Regions from separate parts of the Mus musculus genome. Here region 1 is linked to region 2. A link is a contact called in public HiChIP or PLAC-seq data. All regions are on one chromosome and are shown on one strand. Each heading gives the region's core, a stretch centred on a gene start, on an enhancer-like site or on the middle of the called end of the contact. The rest is flanking DNA. Distances are from core to core; before and after follow the strand shown. Region 1 holds the start of Crkl (v-crk avian sarcoma virus CT10 oncogene homolog-like). Region 2 holds the start of Serpind1 (serine (or cysteine) peptidase inhibitor, clade D, member 1).

What was found. HiChIP or PLAC-seq counts read pairs in DNA pulled down with a chosen protein or histone mark.
Region 1: a contact with region 2 is called in an H3K4me3 HiChIP or PLAC-seq map of embryonic stem cells, with 16 read pairs. The contact joins the promoter of Crkl here to the promoter of Serpind1 in region 2. A contact is called at or near these places in 3 of 484 Hi-C or Micro-C datasets (liver and pancreatic cancer cells), 3 of 115 datasets of contacts at active chromatin or transcription factors (bone marrow-derived macrophages and embryonic stem cells) and 1 of 9 other capture datasets (pancreatic islet).

What each region holds. Positions count from the first base shown.
Region 1 is chr16:17,450,107-17,453,876 of GRCm38.p6, forward strand. Crkl (v-crk avian sarcoma virus CT10 oncogene homolog-like) reads left to right here and starts at 1,879. Exons shown (of 3, transcript NM_007764.5): 1 at 1,879-2,682. The coding sequence starts at 2,372.
Region 2 is chr16:17,329,381-17,333,082 of GRCm38.p6, forward strand. Serpind1 (serine (or cysteine) peptidase inhibitor, clade D, member 1) reads left to right here and starts at 1,991. Exons shown (of 5, transcript NM_008223.4): 1 at 1,991-2,067. All of the region lies in intron 19 of Pi4ka (phosphatidylinositol 4-kinase alpha), which reads right to left.

The DNA.
Region 1 (3,770 bases), core at 629-3,128, 120 kb after region 2:
ATCCTGCCTCTGCCACAAGAGAGCTGGGATTATACATGCACCACCAGAGCTGGCTAGAAGATAAGTCCTGGAGGTCTCATGGTGAGGCACAGAATGACTGAATAGCCCATCTAGTCACTGATTTGAACTTCAACCATGAGTTGAACTCAGTCAAATTAAATATCTGAGCTATACAAATTTCACTTGCGACTAGAGCAATATGAAAGCATGTTTTTATTTATGTGTGTGTTGTGTGAGTGCAGGCATGTGTATTACCACTCTACACAGAATTTTAGAGGACACCTTAAGTTGATTGTCCTTCCATCTTCAGACCCAGGGATCCAATTCAGGTGTTTAGGCTTGGCTGGCAAGAGCTTACTTCCTGAGACATCTTCCTAGCCCCCATGAAGCATCTCTGGTTATGCCAAGTTACAAAAAGGCACTAGACCTTGACATTTTCCCCTTCGCTTACTTACCACTGGGATGGAATCACCAGTTATTACCCTACAATCTAAGAATTGCTAAACATGGGAAATGTAAACGGCCAGAACAAGACTTTAGTGATAGAGATCTAAGTAGGAGTTCTCCTGTATTCCTCACTTTTGAGATTTCTCCCTCCCCTAACTTCCTCCCCATTTTTGTTGGGTTTCATAGAGCTCAGCTGCCTTGAACTCATGATCCTCCTGCCTCCATCTCCTAGTGATGGGATTATTGGTATGTGTCACCACCACTGGCTTGGGACATGCCTTCCTGTTTATCTAATTTGGGAATGCTATGACCAATAATCCAGCATCTGTTTTTGTGGTGATTTTTCACAATAGTCATTCATTTAACAAATTTCTGATCATTCAAGACTAGATGTGGATTTAAGGCAGGCAAAATATAGGTAAATAAGACAGTATTCTGTGGTATTAAAATTTCATCCTAGCCTGTTGGTGGTCAGAGTTAGTTCCAGGACAGCCAGGGCCACACAGAGAATTCCTATCTTGATAGATAGATAGATAGATAGATAGATAGATAGATAGATAGGCCGGGCAGTGGTGGCGCATGCCTTTAATCCCAGCACTTGGGAGGCAGAGGCAGGCGGATTTCTGAGTTCGAGGCTAGCCTGGTCTACAAAGTGAGTTCCAGGACAGCCAGGACTACACAGAGAAACCCCGTCTCTAAAAAACCAAACAAATAATTAAATAAATAGGTACTAGTCGGGTTGGAGGGAGAAATATGTCAAGGGAGGCAGAGCTGAAACTGAGCAACGTGGAATGGCAGGAAATGAACTGTTGCAGAGCAACAGGCTTCAGGCCAGACACAGGTGTTGCATTTCACTTGTTACACTTTACAGCCGGTAGTGTCCAGTCATCCTCACCAACACACTGTCCTCCTCGTAAAGTATTAGTCAAACTGATCTTCACCATCATTCCACGTGTACCAAGGAGGATCACCTAGGGCAGGCGTTATTTGATAGGTTATTCAGTAACCTATTTGATGGTCACCTCACTCCCTAGGTCATGCCCTTCCTGAGCCACCTGATTTACCAGGGCCTTCTGGCTCGCAATCATCTGACGGCCACGCCTTCTTGGCCGGACACTCAGCAACCACTCTACGCTTTGTTCACAGAAACAGGTTTTCAAAACGCTGTTCCCTCTCGGCTCCAGCTGTTTTCCTGCCAAGCCCGGGAAGCCTGACAGCAGCAGCTTCTCGGCGGCTGCTTTGCGGTCCAGGAAGGGCCTGACCCTCTGCCTCCTCCCGGAACGCGGGAGCCCGCGCGAGTGGCTCACGCTGGGACCCTCGCGAACGCACTCCTGATTGGCAGCGCCCAGTGACGTCAAAGGAAGGGCCTCCGCGGTGGAGGGGGTAGAGCCCAGCTCCGCGCGTGCGCAGATTGAATGCGCTGGACCAAGGGGGAGGTGCCCGGCTGCTTCTCCCGCGTCCGCCATTTTGTTGCTGTGGCTATTGGGAGCGGGCTGGGTAAGACTGCTCGGGAGGCGCGACTCTTGTTGGAGTGCGGTGCTTCGTGTGACCGCGGGGATCGGTGCAGGCTCTTGAGGCTGTGGAGCCGGCGGCGGGTTCCAGGACAGAAGTCACTGGAGCCTCCCCTGTACTCCGGCCAGCTGAGAAGCCCGAGGCGGCCTCCGCTACTGCTCAGCTTCGCCCACCTCGACCCCGGGGCTTTGCCCAGTGTTCCCGGACCGGCTCTCCGTGAGGCGGCCCGGTGCAGGAGGGCGGTGGCGGAGGATGCTGCGGGGCCCGGAGCCTAGAGGAACGTCCTGACCAAGCCCTCTGATTGTTCCTCGAAGTGTTCTGAGAGGCCCTTCCTCGACCCCAAAGCCGACAGCGGGTAAAGGCTTCCCAAGCAAGAGAGCCGCAGACGCCGCCCATCCCCGAGCCCAACACCATGTCCTCCGCCAGGTTTGATTCTTCAGACCGCTCTGCCTGGTACATGGGGCCAGTGACTCGCCAGGAGGCGCAGACTCGTCTCCAAGGCCAGCGCCATGGCATGTTCCTAGTCCGGGACTCATCTACCTGCCCCGGGGACTATGTACTGTCCGTGTCCGAGAACTCGCGTGTCTCGCACTACATCATCAACTCCCTGCCCAACCGCCGCTTTAAGATCGGGGACCAGGAGTTTGACCATTTGCCGGCCTTGTTAGAGTTCTACAAGATCCACTACCTGGACACTACCACCTTAATCGAACCGGCGCCCAGGTACGCGAGCTCCTGCCCTTCTCCGGTTCAGAACTTGACCGGATGCGAAGGGTCGGTCAAAGATTAAATTTTGGGGGTAGGGTAGGGGATAGAACTCCTTTTCCTCATTCTAAATCAGAAGACATTCGGATTATAAGGCCAATATCAGGATCTGGGTCATTGGATGAAAGGATGCATTTTATTTAGACATTTAGCAGTGCTGCTTGCATTGTTTAAATGCACCCCTAACCCCCCACATATATACACAGTTTTGCCACTTTACTTGACTGTAATACTAATGCAGAATGCTTATTAACGACGCTAAAAATATAGACTTCCTTGAGATTCTGAAGATAGCCATGACTCCTCCTTTCTCGAAATTCTTGTACACCATTTAAGGTTTTTGTAACTCCTGCATTTTTCAACTAACTTTAGGTTACAAAGTGGCCTTCGGCCTTTGGAATAATCCTTAAAATGGATCGAAAGTGTAGAAATCTCAGAATCTGATTCTCTAGCACTCATTTTTAAAACTGGGATTACCAAGAGAAGACAGTGGGATTATATTTGAAGAAATTTGTATCCTCACCGTTCCTTCCTCAGGGGTGGGAAGTGTATTTACCTAAATTCTACATTAATTCAATTTTAGTTTTTTTTTTTTTTGTAATTAAGTCTAGTGGTTTAACATATGCTTTAAAGACCCCTAAGTAGAGCTAGCTGAGATAGATACACACCCCTAGTCCCCTAAGGAAAGAGGACCTTGATTCCAAGTCAGACTGAGCTGTAGCAAGACCCTGTCTTAAAGAGAAAGATATTGATCCCCAAGTGTTCTCTTTTTCAAGTAAAATGCATTATTTTATAATTTGCTTTAATTTCCCTAACGAATATCATCAAATGATACAGTGTGAATTGAAAAGGTGTCTAGAGACTTTAAAAGATATTTTCCTGCCCAGTTTATTTCTAAGCTATTTTCTAAAAAAAGAATTAAAGGCTGATTTAGATTTTTCAGGGTGAGGCGACTTCATAAAGGTGAAATTTGCTCTGAACTTTGAAAATGAAAAGATACTATAATTAATTAAGGGCACCTACTTAAATCCAAAGAGTTTCTTCTT
Region 2 (3,702 bases), core at 741-3,240:
GTGGAGTGGTCTTGCTGGAGGAGTGATGATACTGGAGGCAGGCTTTGAGAGTTTAAAAAACTGCCATTTTGAGTTTGGTCTGTTTTCTGTTTGTAGTTCAAGATGTGAATTCTCAACAACTCCAGCCACAGCTGTTGCTTCCTGCCATGAGTAGATCTTATCCCTACTGTACTGTAAATTCAGATAAATTCCTCTTTCTATTGTTTTGGCCATGATGTTTATCACAGCAATAGAAAGAAGCACAAAATGGAGCTGTGCCTCCTGCCTCCTCCCTGGTTTTCTCTGTGAACGTGTACACACAGGTTCAGTAACTGAGAATGGGTAACATTTCTGGGCATTTACTGTGTGTTGGTCACTATTCTGAGTTCAGTTTTACAGCTCCCTTACATAACAAGCATATTTTAAAAATTATTTTTTAAATTCTATTTTTAAAATTATGTGCATGTGTGAGCATTTCTGCATTTGAGTGCAGGTGCTCTTGAAGGCCAGAGGTAGCAGAGCCCCTCAAGTTGGAATTTCAAGCAGTCATGAGTCACTTGATATGGTACTGGGAATTGAGCCTGAGTACTCTGCCAGAGCAGTAGTTTGAGTCATCTGTGGTGTCTGAATAAGAGGCTCATATGTGTGAAAACTTGGTCCCTAGCTGTGGAACTGTTTGTCAAGGACTAGGAGGTGTGTATTTTGGGTGGTGTTTGACATTTCAAAAGACTTGGCCCACTCCCAGTGTGCCCTTGCCTCCTGCTTGTAGTTCATGTGAACTCTTGAAGTTCCTGTGGTCATGCCTTCACTCTACCATCACAGACTCTAACCCTCTGCAAACTTAAGTCCTATTAACCCTTTCTCCTGTAACATACCACAGCAAAAGTACCTAACATACCACATCCAGCATTTTTTCTTTACAGGAGAGAATGCTAACTATAGTTTCAGTCAAGGTGCTCAATATGGTTTCCTAAGACAGAAAAGTGACATCCAAGTGACACCCACATACTGCTCTGCAAGGAAGATGCACCAAAGAGAAACAGCATTTAAGTACCAAGGGCTCAGAGCCTGCTAGGGCTGAAGCTGCAAAGCAGTCCCTAATAGACTGGAGAGTCTCTCTGAGCAACTCGATGCTGCTCCTGGTAGAGATGTATGTGGAGTTAACACACACACACACACACACACACACACACACACACACACACACACACACACACATTCTCTCCCTCCCTCTCTCTCACTTATACACACATACATGCACACACACTCTCTCATACAAACACACACACACTCTCTCACACACACATTCTCTTTCAGACACACACACGCACAAAGACACATATATACACTCTCACACAGATACAACTTAGTACAATATAATCCAAAGATATATTAATTTGGTAACTATATGCTGAGGAATGACAGTAAAAACAACATTTTAAAAGTTTTTGAGGGCAAGACATAGTGGTACATGCCTTCAATTTCAACACTCAGGAGGCAGAGACAGGCAGATCTCTTGTGAGTTCAAAGCCAGTCTGGTCTACATAGTGACAGCCAGGGCTACACTGAGAAACCCGTCTTGAAAACAAACAAACAAACAAACAACTCCAAAGGTCTACACCAATTTATGCATTTCCTAAGTCACCAACCTTAACTTTCCCCTTCCCCTTTCAGTGAGGAAAAAGCTTCCCGTGAACTTAAGGTAACTCCATCTATTGTGTAGCAGCCTTCACACAGACGGAGACCCAGCAGGGGAAGACATGGCTCCCAGGACACTGAACAGTGCCTCAGGTATGCATAACTTCAGCGAGATGTGCTGAACAAGATGGTGCAGACGTGCTGACACAGATAGGAACACTCAACAGCCACACAGCAGCCACACAGAACTGTAGTTTGGAAGTAGCTTGTCCCTAAGTGATCAAAGTGAGCTGAAAGGGTTCTGCTGACAAAGCTACTTGAGTGGTGTTTGAGTTAGGACATATTTGCTTTGGAAAACACACAACAGCCCAGCACCAAAGTTCACATTGAAACCTGCTGCTGACCTTCTCTGGTCTCATCTCTGCCACACCACTGCTCAGAGGTACAGAGGTAAGTTTGGTTTCTAACATTTTTTGCCAATTATAAATTTTTATTTTTAATGCTTAGAGCTAAACAATTGGTTCCTTTATTGAGAAAAGAATATGTTATTTTTAAAATTTAGTTTAATATTCTTTAAAATTTAGTTTAATGTTTAGTTTAATATTAATATTGGTACAACTGACAAAAATGGAATTTGAATTTTAAGAGACAAGATTATTATACCTTTGATACTTTATACTGGAAACTGGGCATGGCAGCACAAGATTGAAATTCCAGCACTTGTAGCCCCTGGGTATCTATCACCCTAGGGCACAAAATCAATTTCTTTTCAAATTAGATAATTGTCTAGTGATTAAGAATGAGAATATTCTTGTTCTAGAGGAAGTTTCCACCTAAGCATTACTATTAAAGGTTAGAGGAATGTAAGAGATCTAACCTCAAAATGCCCAGAAAACGTGTACATATGTTGATACATATACATGTACCCCCCCATGTGCACCACATCACATCATACACACACACCACACATACACACGCACATACACCATACCACACGACACACACACCAACACACCCCACACATATACCACACCATACCACACCACACCACACACATATCATACCACACCACATACCATACCACACACACACACCACACCACACCACACACATACACACACCACACACACACATACCACACCGTGACACACACACACCACATCACACCACACACGCACACAACAGTAAAGGGAACACAGTGGCTGCTCTGCTACTCTATTCTTTCAATTCTTCTGTAAGTTTGAAGTTATTTTAACATAAAAAGGTTTCCCTTCTTGCTTGTTCTGTTTGGATCTGGAGAGATCACAGTAGGAAATGGTGTTCTTTATGACACATATACAAAAAGGCCAACTCCAATCCATGCAACTCTCAAGAATACACTATATGATGTTCCCATGAAAACAAAATTTTGATGAATATCTTAAAATTATAGCACTTTAATTCAAAGACAGCAATTTGAACGCATACACAACTTACAGGTATTTTTAAATGCCTTAATTTTTTTTTAATGAAACTGATGAGCAATATAGAAAGATTTATCTGTCAGATCGTTAATTTTCAATGCATAAAATAACTACATTTTTTCCTTTCTCTAAGAAGAGAATAATGAAAATTATGGCTTATGGCTTTTGGACATACCTTCAGGAACAGGGTATATGATGCTTACCCTTCAGAACCAACCCAACCCAACCCAACCTAACCAAACCAGAATGTGTTCTGAGTTCCAGGATAAGATGAAGAACATCTTTTCTATTTGGGCTCAGACTAGTCTCCTTGAACCTACATTAATTCAAGTTGGCTTTTCTTTTGTTCTTTAACATTATTGTAACTACTGTTTTAGCCAAGGAAATTTTTAACTGTAATCATAAAAAGGCTTCCATTAAGTTTTTTTATTTGTGCATATGCACTTGTCTGTTCAAGTATGCACCACATTGTGCAGACTGCCAGAAGGGTACAAAACTCCTTGCAGCTGGAGTTACAGATGGCTGAGCCACCCACCTGGAGGGCTGGGACCTGAACTCTCGTACTAACTGCTGAGCCCCCTCTCTAGCCCACTTAATTTCAATGATACCCATGCCTGATTTT